Linked DNA regions of Bos taurus: region 1 is linked to region 2. A link is a contact called in public Hi-C data. All regions are on one chromosome and are shown on one strand. The core of a region is the stretch at or near the end of the contact, and the rest is flanking DNA. Distances in the headings are between cores, read along the strand shown. Region 1 overlaps HLCS (holocarboxylase synthetase). Region 2 has its middle 24 kb from the start of CLDN14.

The links. Hi-C and Micro-C count contacts between places; a contact is called where the count stands out from the background.
Region 1: a contact with region 2 is called in a Hi-C map of liver, with 3 times the contacts expected there. The contact joins two enhancer-like sites. A contact is called at or near these places in 2 of 11 Hi-C or Micro-C datasets (liver and skeletal muscle).

The regions. Positions count from the first base shown.
Region 1 is chr1:149,183,165-149,190,404 of ARS-UCD2.0, forward strand. The region is part of intron 5 of HLCS (holocarboxylase synthetase); the gene reads right to left. Among named protein-coding and RNA genes, the nearest start is that of HLCS, 56 kb to the right of the region's middle. Within about 2 kb of position 1,362, at least 1 of the 102 cell types and tissues checked has an H3K27ac peak or open chromatin away from gene starts, as enhancers often do. A contact at or near this core is called in liver, where this site is marked.
Region 2 is chr1:148,777,027-148,783,984 of ARS-UCD2.0, forward strand. No RefSeq gene overlaps it. Among named protein-coding and RNA genes, the nearest start is that of CLDN14, 24 kb to the left of the region's middle. Within about 2 kb of position 3,030, at least 7 of the 102 cell types and tissues checked have an H3K27ac peak or open chromatin away from gene starts, as enhancers often do. A contact at or near this core is called in liver, where this site is marked.

The sequences.
Region 1 (7,240 bases), core at 112-2,611, 400 kb after region 2:
TCTGCCAGCTGCTCTTTGGCTGTTGCCATATTGTAAAACGGCCGCCTCAACACCGCATCAACCACATGTCAAAAGCTATTCAGCGTGCACCTGGAATTCCGAGCTCCTCTCGAATGTGGACCTCTCAAAATTATTTTTTAAGCTGTATTTTAGAGGGGCACTAGACGTTTCCCTCTCCTGTGTGTACATTCGATTCAGAACTAGGATTAAAGGTGCAGGGAGGGAAGATTCCATGACAAATAACTATGCCAAAACCAAAGTTGTTTTTTTTTTTCCTTTTAATTGGAGAATTCTAATTAACTCAAAAAAACACATGAGACCCTTCACTGCTCCACAATCCAGTTTGCTCCTCAGAGGGGCAAGGACCCCCTCCGTGCCCTCCCCCGACTGGCAGGGCCATGTGAGACTCCGATGAGATCCGGACATGGAAAGGCACTACTACAAAGCACGCGAGCAAGATGAGAAACCATCTTCTTGTTTTTCAGAAACTTGCAGAGCAAGGACTCGGAAGCACTCAGGTGTTTGCAGAATGAAGCAGTCTGCGAGAGGAGGGGGTAACACCACGTGACCTGACTTAGTCCAAGTTTCTTCATAAAGCACCCAGCGTCGAAAACGGAATGCCCCAGGTGGAAGGGCAATACAGCTTTTTGACATATTTCACAAGTATTGACACTATCTTTATCGACAATACCTGGGACTTCTCTGGTGGTCCAGTGGTTAAGAATCTGCCTTCCAATGCAGGGGATGTGGGTTCGAGCCCTAGTCAGGGAACTAAAATCCCATATGTGGGGGCTGGAAGGGGGGGCAACTAAGCCTGATCTCTGCATTTAAAGAGACACCCTAGTGCTACAAGGAAGCCCCATCACAGTCAAAATAAAAAAGTAATTTAAAAAAAATGCCTGTTTGCAGTGAGGGGGGACAGGGAAATGTGTCAACCACAAATAATCTAGGCTTAAAATCAAAATGGAATGTTACACCATCTTTTAAGCACACGTGATCCACCCTACAACTCCACACCACGGAAGCTGCACACACCAACAACACGGTGATGTTTTTGCCCAGTTTCTTTAATAAGAAACCCAGTTGTCACTTCTGGTTATGCTTACATCTTGAGCCCCCGAGGAGAAGGAGCCCCACACCCTCTGGCAGGATGCCTGCTGAGGCTTGGCCTGCTTCCCACACTCGGGGTGCCATCATGACACTAGCTCTGAGCCGTGAGGAAGGCCCAGAAGTAACCCCAGCTTGCTTGTCTCAGAAAGAACCCCATGCTCCCCAGCCCCAAGTGGCGATGTCCCAGGATGAGAGGACAGGTCAGGTCCTCCTCGGCTGCTGCCCTGTGCAGAGAGCGGTGCACAGTCCCAAGCCCCCTCGATTGCTCCAGGGAGGCAGTGGGTGGCGAGGGGGTGGGGGATGGGCGACAGTTCTGTCCCACCCTGTCCAAATCAACCAGCTGCCCCTCTCAACACTAACCCCTGTGACTCCACGGCACAGAGAGGGGGAGTGTGCCTTCTTTCTGCCGTTTCCTTGGCAGAGATTGAAAATAGCAGCAGAGCCCAGAGAAATGGAAACAAGAGGGTGAACTTCTGGACCAACCGGACTTTAGGTCCTGCCAGGGAAAGCACTGTGGCTTTTCTGTAAAGTCGGCATCGCTCACGAACACACTGGTGCCTCCCTCCCCCCGACCCCGTGCAGGAAAGGTGTATCCTGGCTAACTCCTGGTCACCACCAGTGCTGGGAGGCTGTGGTGGCCTTGGACCCTGGGGCGCCCCAGTGGTGCTTGACCCTTGGGCTGTAGCCACTCCTCCGGAGAGGAAGTGATCTGTTTGCAAGCATTCACTACATAGATGCCCGCACACATGTGGTCTCCTTTGACTAATGGTTCAAAACAGTTTGACGGTCAAGAAACTGCTAGGTCCCGGCAGGGGTCGGTGGGGGGGGGCTCTAGAATGAGGAACGACCACCAGGAACATCTTCCAGTCATTGAGCGAGAGGATTGCTGAGGCCCAGAGATGCACACGTGCTGAGCTGGGGGCTTAAACCAACAAGCAGCAGCCAGAGTAGAGGCATTTACTAACAAACTCAAATCCTTTTTGAATAACTAATGCGGGTGTCAAATATCAAACAAACTATCAACTCCTACACAAGAGTACTTGCCCTTTCTTATTAAAAATATTAATCATTACTGCTGGGAGAAATTGAAGGCGGGAGGAGAAGGGGATGACAGAGGATGAGATGGTTGGATGGCATCAACGACTTGATGGACATGAGTTTGGGTGGACTCCAGGAGTTGGTGATGGACAGGGAGGCCTGGCGTGCTGCAGTCCAGGGGGGTCACAGAGAGTCAGACACGACTGAGCGACTGAGCTGAACTGAACTGATTAATGATATTGTAACAACACTTTTAAAAATAATTTTCTTTTATTTACTTCTGTCCGTGCTGCGTCTTTGTTGCTGTGGGGGCTTCTCTCAAGCTGGGACGATCGGGCACGCCACACTCTACTTGCGCTGCTGGGTTTCTCATTGTGGCGGCTCCTCCTGTTGTGGAGGATAGGCTCTAGAGCTCAGACTTCAGCAGGTGTGGCCCGTGGGCTCAGTACTTGTGGCTCCTGGGCTCCAGACCACAGATTCCATAGCTGTGGGCCCGGGCTCAGTTGCTGTGCAGCATGTGGGATCTTCCCTGGATCAGGGATCGAACTGAGTCTCCTGCATTGGCAGGCTGATTCTTTACCACTGAACCACCAGGGAAGCCCCAAGTCCTTGGCCTTTTAACATTCAAGTTTTGACCTCTTATGGGATGCCTTCAAAGTCCAATGACATACAGTGATTTGGTTTTTTAAAATCTTTAATAACTGGTTTTGCTCATTATAAAAATAATACATGTCTGTAATAGAATCCCAGACCACCTGACCTGTCTCTTGAGAAATCTGCATGCAGATCAGGAAGCAACAGTTAGGATTGAACATGGAACAACAGACTGGTTCCAAATAGGAAAAGGAGTATGTCAAGGCTGTATATTGTCACCCTGTTTATTTAACTTATATGCAGAGTACATCATGAGAAACGCTGGGCTGGAGGAAGTACAAGCTGGAATCAAGATTGCTGGGAGAAATATCAATAACCTCAGATATGCAGATGACACCATCCTTATGAAAGAAAGTGAAGAACTAAAAAGCCTCTTGATGAAAGTGAAAGAGGAGCGTGAAAAAGTTGGCTTAAAGCTCAACATTCAGAAAACTAAGATCATGGCATCTGGTCCTGCCACTTCATGGCAAATAAATGGGGAAACAGTGGAAACAGTGGCAGACTTTATTTTTTTGGGCTCCAAAATCACTGCAGATGGTGACTGCAGCTATGAAATTAAAAGACGCTTGCTCCTTGGAAGGAAAGTTATGACCAACCTAGACAGCTTATTAAAAAGCAGAGATATTATTTTGCCAACAAAGGTCCGTCTGGTCAAGGCTATGGTTTTTCCAGTGGTCATGTAAAGATGTGAGAGTTGGATTATAAAGAAAGCTGAGCGCTAAAGAATTTATGCTTTTGAAAGGTGGTGTTGGAGAAGACTCTTGAGAGTCCCTTGGCCTGCAAGGAGATCCAACCAATCCATACTAAAAGAGATCAATCGTGAGTGTTCATTGGAAGGACTGATGCTAAAGCTCAAACTCCAGTACTTTGGCCACCTGATGCGAAGATCTCACTCATTTGAAAAGACCCCGATTCTGGGAAAGATTGAAGGCAGGAGGAGAAGGGGACAACAGAGGATGAGATGGTTGGATGGCATCACTGACTCAGTGGACATGAGTTTGGGTAAACTCTGGGAGTTGGTGATGGACAGGGAGGCCTGGCATTCTGCAGCGCATGGGGTCGGGGTCGCAAAGAGTCGGACACATCTGAGCGACTGAACAGAACAGAATTATGTGGAACATAAAAAGATTTTTTTTAACATTTAATAAAATCAGCATTAAGTCCCAAACCCAGAAATATACCCCCATATGTATTCCTTCCAGCCTTTTTTTCCTGTGGACGTATGCATGTGGTGTACAGGTGCTCACACAAGATGTAACGTCATAATTCTGCAGAGAACTGAATTTCAGTCCTGCCCCCAGCGGATTTGCTTAAATGGGAAGACCTTGTGCAGATAAGTTCAGCTGGGCCACCCAGAGTCTGCACCTCCGCGGAACCTCGCCTCTGCGTGGTGTCATGCATGGTGACACCCATGAAGTCATACGTGACCAGATTTTATAGCGGAAATCACATGCTACTATGGTGTCTGGGTGTCAACGAAGGTCTCAGAAACACACTTCTAGCAAATGCCAAGGGTCGGCTGTACCTCGGGTGAGTGTTTTTTCCTACTTGGATCATGTGTTATTTTTTTCCATTTATATCAGTGCAATATGGAAACACATAGGTACCTCATAAATCTTCTGTGCTATTTGCTACAAAGAGTGAGTGTCCAGGCACCAAACTGTATAAACACAGCTGGTATGCAGTAAAACTATTTAGATAGCCAGTGTGTTTATTTTGTTCTTTCATAGGCCATCCTACGGTCCCACCTAGTACACACAGTAAATGTTCAGTGAAAGGTGAATATTATTAACTGTGACTCTGAAATAATTTCTATGGGCCCAAAAGAAAAGTGCCAGCAAAACGACTGAATTACACTATGCAACACTGATGTCGAGAGAGAGGAAAAAAAAAAATCAAATCGCTGCCTGCTCACCAGGAAGCCTGGCTCAGCAGCGACACCGTGTGGTCAGAGATCTCAGATTCCCAACAGCACAGAGTATTTTACAGGAAGAGGGAAGCAGGGTCTACGGGCATCTAATCCCAAAGGCAGGTGAGAAACCGAAGGATGAGTCATGTGTAACAGATGGTGGATACCAGGATCCTCCCGTTGTCACTTATCTCCATGCCGAGCAATGAGATCTATTAAGAAAGAAAACCAAACAGAGAGTACAGTCCCATTCTGTTCCCAGTCCGTCATCCGGATCTTTGCCACGAAGCACCAGCGCCATGACCGAGGTGTTCCAAGACGTCTCCAGTTCAGCATCAGAGGAGGAGCCGGGGGACTCGCCCAGAAGGACCATCACAGCCACCTTCACATTCATTTGCACAATAATCCTTCGGAGAACTTGTATTGCAGAAAAACACACGCTAACACCCTGAATTCCTGCGTCTCCTTCTACAGCAGACTCAAGGTCTTCTAAGAGGAATTAATGACCACTAAAAAATGAGGAGTCACACGACAGTCACGTGCTCACTCAAGCCTTCCCAAAGGAAAGGAGAATCCAGAGTGCAGAACGCAGGAGGGAAAGTAGTCCCCAGGACAGACACCCAAGACCCATCAGACCGAGTGCAGGACTCAAAATGAGAAACGAACATTTCTCAGAACTCCTCTTTCTCAAAGATATATAGTAAAGGTCGGCATGCGGTCCGTGCAGAATGTTTGTGTATGTGTATATAAATCAAATATCTGCTTCCCTGGTGGCTCAGATGGTAAAGAATCTGCCTGCAATACAGGAGACCCGGGTTTGATCCCTGGCTCAGGAAGATCCCGTGGAAAAGGGAATGGCTACCCACTCCAGTATTCTTGCCTGGAGAATTTCGTGGACAGAGAGCCTGGCAGGCTACAGTAGTCCATGGGGGTCGCAAAGAGTTGGACACAACTGAGCAATTAACACTTTCACTTTTACATTCGTTTTCACATTGTTCAACCTGTGCATCCCCACGGTTTGTTGAGTCGTTGTTATTGTTCAGTTGGTAAGTCATGTCCGACTCTTTGTGAACCCCATGGACTGCCACACGGAAGGCTTCCCTGTCGTCAGTGGGGGTTACCAATCAATAGGAGAAAATGGAACTCCCATCCCCAGGCAGTTAAAAGAACCAGGAGAACAAAAATATGAAGCATCTTCTGTGTATTGTAATATACACAGTTCAGTTCAGTCACTCAGTCGTGTCTGACTCTTTGCGACCCCGTGGACTGCAGCACGCCAGGCTTCCCTGTCCAGCACCAACTCCCAAGGTTTACTCAGACTCATGTCCATCGGGTTGGTGATGCCATCCAACCATCTCATCCTCTGCTGTTACCTTCTTCTCCCGCCTTCCATCTTTCCCAGCATCAGGGTCTTTTCAAATGAGTCAGCTCTTTGCATCAGGTGGCCAAAGTATTGGAGTTTCAGCCCATACACAGACAAATATGTAAAACCTAAGGTTGTGCCCATCCTAAAGAAGACACGGGAAAAGCTAGACTTCCAAACCTCGGCTCACAGGGGATTAAGACAAGAGCAGGTGACTTTCCACTGCTACGTCCAAGAGTCAAGAGGCTCAAGTCCCAAGATTGGCACGGTCAGAACTCATGGGAAAGTTCAGAGGGCACTGCCAGGGCCAGCCTGGGTCTGTCTCCCTCCCTGACCTTGGAGCAGGCAGGCACCACTCACGAGTCCAGCCTCAGCCCTCCACGCTCAGGAAAGGAGAGGGAGAGATCTAGAAGGGTGACACCCACATTCTAGAGGACGAGAAACCCTCACCCCAAGACCCCGCCCCATTCCTCCAACGTGGCGGCTTTCCTGTTGTTCTGTCGCTCAGTCGTGTCCAACTCACTGCGACCCCCTGGACTGGAGCATCCCAGGCTTCCCTGTTCTTCACTGTCTCCCAGAGTTTGCCCAAATTCATGTCCGTTGAATCGGTGATGCCATCCATCTCACCCTCTGTCGCCCCCTTCCTATCCTGCCCTCAATCTTTCCCAGCATTAAGATCTTTTCCAATGAGCTGGCTCTTCACATCAGGTGACCAAAGCATTGGAGCTTCAGTTTCAGCATCAGCATCATTCCTTCCAATGAATATTCAGAGTTGATTTCCTTTCGGATTGATTGGTTTGATCTTCTTGCAGTCCAAGGGACTTTGAAGAGTCTTCTCCAGCACCACAATTCAAAAGCATCAATTTTTTGGCGCTCAGCCTTCTTTATGGTCCAACTCTCACATTCATACATGACTACTAGAAAAACCACAGCTTTGATTATATGGACCTTTGTCAGCAGAGTGATGTCTCTGCTTTTTAATAAGCTTTCTAGGTTTGTCATAGCTTTCTATAGTTGTATCTATGAGTTGAAGCTCAGAGGACTGGCTTTATTTCAACACTTAAACTCACAAAATGGAGCTGATGCTTTGCCTTCTGTTAACTTAACATATAAAACAGAGATAAATGATGTGGAGCTTTGAGGTCTGAGATGAAAGTGCAAACAAA
Region 2 (6,958 bases), core at 1,780-4,279:
GCTTAGGTCAGGCCTTTCAGATGATTTGGGCGAAATCTTTGAAGTTTGGTCATTTCAGAGCTTGCACTGGGTCTCCTGGCAGCAGGTTCATTGAGCAAGAGAAGAGGTTTCCAGTCTTGAACTGGATGTTCAGGCGCTCAGTCGTTATCCAACTCTTTACGACCCCATGGACTGCAGCACGCCAGGCCTCCTTGTCCTCCACTATCTCCCAGAGTTTGCTCAAGTCTGTGTCCATCGAGTCGGTGATGCTATCTATCTTGAATCGGATACGTGGCACTTGTGTTCAACAGACACCTTGGGAGGATGTGTGATGACTGGGTGCTGTTTTTGGTGATGGAAATGTGAAAATGGATAAGACAGAGAGCAAAGCCTTCCTCCCAACCACCCAGGGAAAGATGCACACACAGGAAGCGGCTGTAAGTGTCCGGCAGCCTCTGAAAGATGAGAGCTGCCCCCAGCAGGGTCTTTTAGCTTCATAAAGAGATGATATAATGAGCCTGGGTCCTGCCCCGGGATCTGGCTGGCGGTGTCTGTCTGGGCAGCGTCAGTCCTGTGCAAACACGAGCCTTGGGAGAGCTGAAATCCAACCAGGGCCCAGGCAGCTAAGACTCGTTTCTGCTCCAGGAGGTCATTTTCCTCTATGTGGCTCACTCAGCAGGGACACTTTTTCGCAAGTCAGCCATCCAGACAAAGGTGTCTTTTTGCAGTCCATCCTCCTGGATAAGGCACTTCCCCCACCCCCACTTTGCACCGTCTCCGGGCATGTAAGCCACCCTGATCTAACAGAATCAGGGCTGCTTGCAGGAAATTTTACAAAGGGAGGGCAAGAGAGATGACCCCGAGGATGGCAAGCCTCGAGAAGTAAGCGACATAACACACTGGTTTGGGGAGGCCCGCGAAGCCCTCAACTCATGGGGAACTCGGCCGTAGAGTTTTCGTGTGAATGGGGCCATTCTGCCTTCAGTCTTCTCCAATTTTGATTTTATAGGGGAAGTCCAGGACTATAATCTTGTGAGGAAAAGGGGGCCATTGTGTTTTCTCTTTGAAATGATGCAGTGCCTACATGGGAAAACAAGGCCCGCTCTTAACAATTATTTGGTACACACTTAATGACCAGAAAAAGCCTTTAATTTCTGGAGGTGGCTCAGAAATCTTGTCTAAGCACGTGGCCACAGTGATAACCGTTTAGGAGGCACATGGAAGAGGGCATCAGAAGATAATGTCGGAGTGCAGAGCAGGGTGGCTACTGGGCCTGCTCACTTCCTCCTCTGAAAACATAGCCCCTTGTCTTCCAGGGATGCTGAGGCAGGGAGAGGCAGTGACTCCAGGCTCCCCAGGGCTCCAGCCTGGTCGCAGCTGACCCTGGGCCCTCACCTGGCCATCTTTCACTCCCTAGAGACCTGTCTTCAGCTTCTTTTCTTCCCCAAAGCCCCTGTATTTGTTTCTCAGAGCTGTCTGACAAGCACAAGCGGGGTGGCTGACAACAACAGAAATGTATCCTCTCACCATTCGGGAGGCTGTAAGTCCAAAATCCAGGTGCTCCTGTGGCTTCTGAAGGAGAGTCTGTCCATGCGTCTCTCCAGCTTCTGCTGGTGGCCTGCATGCCAGTCTCTGTGTCTTTGCTCCGCTGAGAAGTCTTTGCTCCGCTGACACCAGTCAGAATGGATGAAAAGTCCACTTTACTTAGTGTGACCTCACCTTAGCGCAACTGGTTATGTCTGCAGTGGCCCTCTTTCCAGATAAGGTCACATTTTGAGAACCTAGGGAGGACATGAATTTGAGAGCAACGCTTGTTCCACTGAATGGCGCTCCATACTGTCTTTCCTGAGCTCACTGTTCAAGCCAGTCCACCCCCATCCTCCACAGACACTGAAATCCATGGATCTTGACCCCTGGGATCCCACAGAGTTAACCCATAGATAGTCCCAGCCTTGCCGCCCACTGGCTCTCTGACCCTGCCTATCCCAGCAGCTTTCCTTTCTGTTCCAGAAGAAGCCCTTCTTCTCGTATTATGCTCTAAGAAATCCATTCATCTTTTACTTGTTGGTTGCTTTTGTTGTTTAGTTGCTAGATTGTGTCCAACACTTTGTGACCCCCATGGACTGTAGCCCGCCAGGCTCCTCTGTCCATGGGATTTTTCCAGGCAAGAATACTGGAGTGGGTTGTCATTTCCTTCTGCAGGGGGGAGCCTCTTTCTGATCCAGGGATCGAACCTGAGTCTCCTGCATTGGCAGGTGGATTCTTCATCACTGAGCCACTTGAGAAGCCCTAACCTGTTTAACCAAGTCTAAACTCCCGCACCCGGATTTTCAACCTGTCTCCTCACCCTCTGATGGACCTGCATCTCCCTACTGTTGATGCGGTTGCCAGTCACCCCCATCCCCCAGGCCTCACCCTTCTCTGCTCTTAGCCCACCCGACCCTGGTCAGGCTGCTCTCCTGTTTCTCCCCACTCCCTCCTGCCCCTGGCAGGACCCACCCCCCTCCTCCTCTTACAGCTTCTGTCCCTCAGGTGGTGGAGCCTCAGCGCAGGCGTACTGCATCGAACGGGATTCCCTGCTGGCTTCCCGAGCTGTCTCAGTCCCTCCCATACCCTTTGTTTCCGGTTCCGGAGGATGCCGGAAGTCGCTCCTTCCCTGAGCTGCTCATGGCCTCTCTAGTTCACTGGTGTTTTGCTGACGAGCCATCTACCCAGCTAGACTTTGGGCTTTCTGAAGGTTAAGACCATGACTCATCTGTGCTTCAGTCCCCTGGCACCACCCAGGACCCCAGAAGGCTCTATCAGTTTTCACTTAGAACTTGGACGCGTGGAGCCATTTTGCTTTATGAGCCTGGGTTGCCATGGAGAATTACTTCTTAGGAGTTGAGTCAGTTTGGGATGTTAACACAACAGGATGGGGGATTAGACATTAATTGTTTTATGGGACGTGTTTAGAGTTTCTAAAGGTGGGCCTTAGGCCTGCCTGTTTCAGAGCCTGCAGAGTCGCTTTTTAAAAGGGAAATTCCAGACCCCTGACCCAGACCTGCTGATTCAGAATTTTAGGAGGTGAGTGGGGAACTGAGCGCTGATGTCAGCGCTGGCTCCTGTCCTGGTGATTCTTATGCGTGGTAAAGTTGAGAGTCATGGATCCAGACACATGGATGATACATACTGATTCTAGATGTTCTAGCAGGGCTGAAGATAAACAAGAGACTTATTACAGCTCATAGAGCCAGCTGGGCAAAGCCAAAAGTGATTCATTGCTTCCTAGGTGACCCATCACTTGAAAAGCGAGGGTTCTCTCCTGAGGTCTAGTGACATTCTCACAAAATCAGAGGCCCAGGAGGAGAATCTGGAGGGTCTTTGGAGTGACCCGTGGGCAGTGCTGAGCCCAGCCACAAACAGAGTGTACCTGTCTTCCCCTGCTGGTCCCCTTCCCCCTAACCCCAGGCGGAGAATTAGAGCATGCTGTTCAGAGCTAATGTTTGCTTTGCTTTTGGAAACACCTCAGGGCAACTCAGGATAGGTTTTCAGAGTGGTGTTTGCCTTGGCTTGGCTGCAAAGTTCCCCCTTTCTAGTCTATTTATTGCAAGTTAGCACTCGGCCCCAGATCCAGGAGTCAAACACTGGTTCTAACAGAAATCAGGGTGCAGACGAACGAAATGAAACATGGGGTGGGCTGAGGGCGTGTCCCCATGCTGCTTCTTGGCCTGGCGGGTAACCTGAGGTCCCTGGCCTGAAACATGGGGTGGGCTGAGGGCGTGTCCCCATGCTGCTTCTTGGCTGGCGGGTGACCTGAGGTCAGGGTGGGGCCAGCCTCACAGCCCCTGGCCTGAAACATGGGGTGGGCTGAGGGCGTGTCCCCATGCTGCTTCTTGGCTGGCGGGTGACCTGAGGTCAGGGTGGGGCCAGCCTCGCAGCCCCTGGCCTGGGCAGTGATGCCTGTGGACCGTGGGATAATAACGGCGCCCACTGCCCAACAACAGGCTCTGAAGGAATTGTTTCCCAGGACAGGGATGTGTTCCATTGTTAGCTCCTACTTTGTTTACATGTTTTCTTATCTTTCAAGAGATTCAACTAGCTTTCGACAGCAAATTGCGGGTCCTTCTTGATATTCGCTCTCAAGTTGCAAACAGAGGCTGCCTTACATTTGGATGATAATCGCCAGGGCTGTGCCAGCGAGTCCATTTACACCGTATCCTTTAATCCGTACAAAACTCCATGCGGAGGGTGTTATTAGATCCCACTTAATGATGAGAAAGCAAACTCAGAGAGGTTAAGTGAGTGACCCAAGGTGACCCAGCTGACAAATGGGGAGGGAGTAGCCCAGGGATCACCCCATCTGAGCGACAGCGGGGCTCGCCACTGGTGATGACCTACTCCCATCAAAAGCATCTTTCCTTGCCTTAAGGAGCAAATGCGACACACACACACTGCTGTATATAAAATCAGTAACTGATAAAGACCTACTGTATAGCACAGGGAACATTACTCAGCACTCTGTAATGATCTATAGGGGAAAATAATCTAAAAAAGAGTGGGTGTACAAATATGTACATGTGTAACTGATTCGCTTTGCTGTACACTGGAAACCAACACAAGTTTGTAAATCAACTATGCGCGAATAAAAAGGTTTTTAAAAGTGGAGGGATTAACAATGGTTTACCAAGGCCTGAAAAATTTCATCTGAGTCTAGCTCCTCTTTGCATTAAGTATATCAGCCCATTTTATATTAGCAAAATGAAAACTGAGGAAAGGTATGGGTTTCCCATGACACGTCTGCAGGGCAGTAAAATACACTATTAAGGGGAATTTCTGGCCGTATCACATTTCTATTTCACAAAAATGAAAAGCATGATTGAGCTTCACTAGTGTGGGTGGTAGAAAGTGAAAGTGAAGTCTCTCAGTCGTCTCCCACTCTTTGTGACCCCATGGACTATACAGTCCATGGAATTCTCAGCCCAGAATACTGGAGTGGGTAGCCTTTCCCTTCTCCAGGGGGAGCTTCCCAACCCAGGGATGGAACCCAGGTCTCCCTCATTGCAGGCGGATTCTTTACCAGCTGACCCACAAGGGTAGAAAGAGTTTAAAATGCAAATGGAACATAAGCAAGACCCTTGGGATGTGGCCGCCACCCTCTGATCCAGGGTGGGTTGCAATCAAAGGCGTGCTGGATGGAATCTGGGACATTAGGGGCTGGGTGAAATTAAACCAGAAGCTGTGGGCTTTAGGGAACAGATCCACAGTCTCCCAAATTTCCTACTTGAAGACCTCCTTCTCACTCTTCTGTTCCATAGTTTCTATGGCAGAGACATGGACACAGCTCTCCTGTCCCAAACCCACAAGGTCACTTTGATCATCGGAGACTTACCTCTCTTATCAACAGCCTGGCCTTCGTTCAAGGACCCATGATTCTCTCTACACTCAAGAAGAGGAAAAAAGAGTACTGTGAATTAAAAAACCCCAGTTACTGATTGACTCTAAGGAACCCCAAAGAAGCTAAGATATTATTTAGACACGGACCTTAGCTCCTAGAGGCTGGATGAAGTGGGCTGGCAGGGGTTAATGGTGCTATGCTGCTTGACTATTCCGGAAAACATCATCTTTTGACTTACTGCCATGAGCTAAAAGCAGTTAAGAAGAAACCACTGTGAACAACAGTAACTGCTATTCTATCGGCAAAAGCTGAAGTTGGTGTTATTACCCTAGGTTTGCATATTAGGGAACAAGAGATTTGATGAGTTTGGTAATTTGTACAATATTATAAAGCAAGCAATTGGTAGGGTCCAGAAAAAATGGAAACAGTGACAGATTTTATTTTCCTGGGTTTCTAAATCACTGCTGACGGTGACTGCAGCCATGAAATTAAAGACACTTGCTTCCTGGAAGGAAAGCTATGCCAAACCTAGACAATGTATTAAAAAACACAGACATCACTTTGCCGACAAGGGTCCACATAATCAAAACTATTATTTTTCCAGTAGTCATGTACGGATGTGAGAGCCAGACCATAAAGAGATCTGAGCACCGAAGAATTGATGCTTTTGAACTGTGGTGCTGGAGAAGACTCTTGAGAGTCCCTTGGACAGCAAGGAGATCAAACCAGTCAATCCTAAAGGAAATCAACCCTGAATATTCATTGGAAGGGCCGATGCTGAAGCTGAAGTTCCAATAGTTTGGCCACCTGATACAAAGAGGTAATTCATTGGAAAAGACCCTGACGCTGGGGAAGATGGAGGGCAAAATGAGAAGGGGCCGGTAGAGGATGAGATGGTTTAGACGGCATCGCGGACTCAATGGACATGAATCTGAATAAACTCCAGGAGATGGTGAAGGGCAGGGAAGCCTTGTGTGCTACAGTCCCTAGGGTTGCACAGAGCCAGACACAACAACAACAACAGCAGGGCCCAGAAATAAACGAGGTCCTTTCTTCTCTACGCAGTCTCCCATGAAACACGGTTCTCATCTCTGCCGTGGCCTGACGGAGTATCACATTCTACTACTGCATCAGCCAGAAGGTCAAGAGCAGTTATGCCATCCCAGTAGTATGCTTCAGAGTCAGTCCTGGAATTAGCAGAGTTCACTCTCAGTCAAGAAAAGAGTATTCCAAGGAAATGATATCTTAGATATTTTTTTTCCTTAGTTGGTAGACGTTCCTTGAGAGGATTATGGTGCATTAAAGATATATTACTGTGATGTCTTGTAAAAATTTTATAGCTACTGTTTTACACTTATTCAGCATTCTGGATCTCACTGTGGTATTCACTTCAAATAAGGCTGTGTGAGTCAGTGTGTAAGAATCAAATGCAAGTTGTACATTATTTAATGACATCCTAAATGATGATAGCTTTAGGAAAGAATTTTTCTTAAACACCGTGGTTGTAGCATTGTCCACTATTGCTTTAAAAGTCGAGTTTCTTGGCATTCATAATTATGATGGTTATAAGACATGAGTTGTTTACTATTAAACAGTATACCT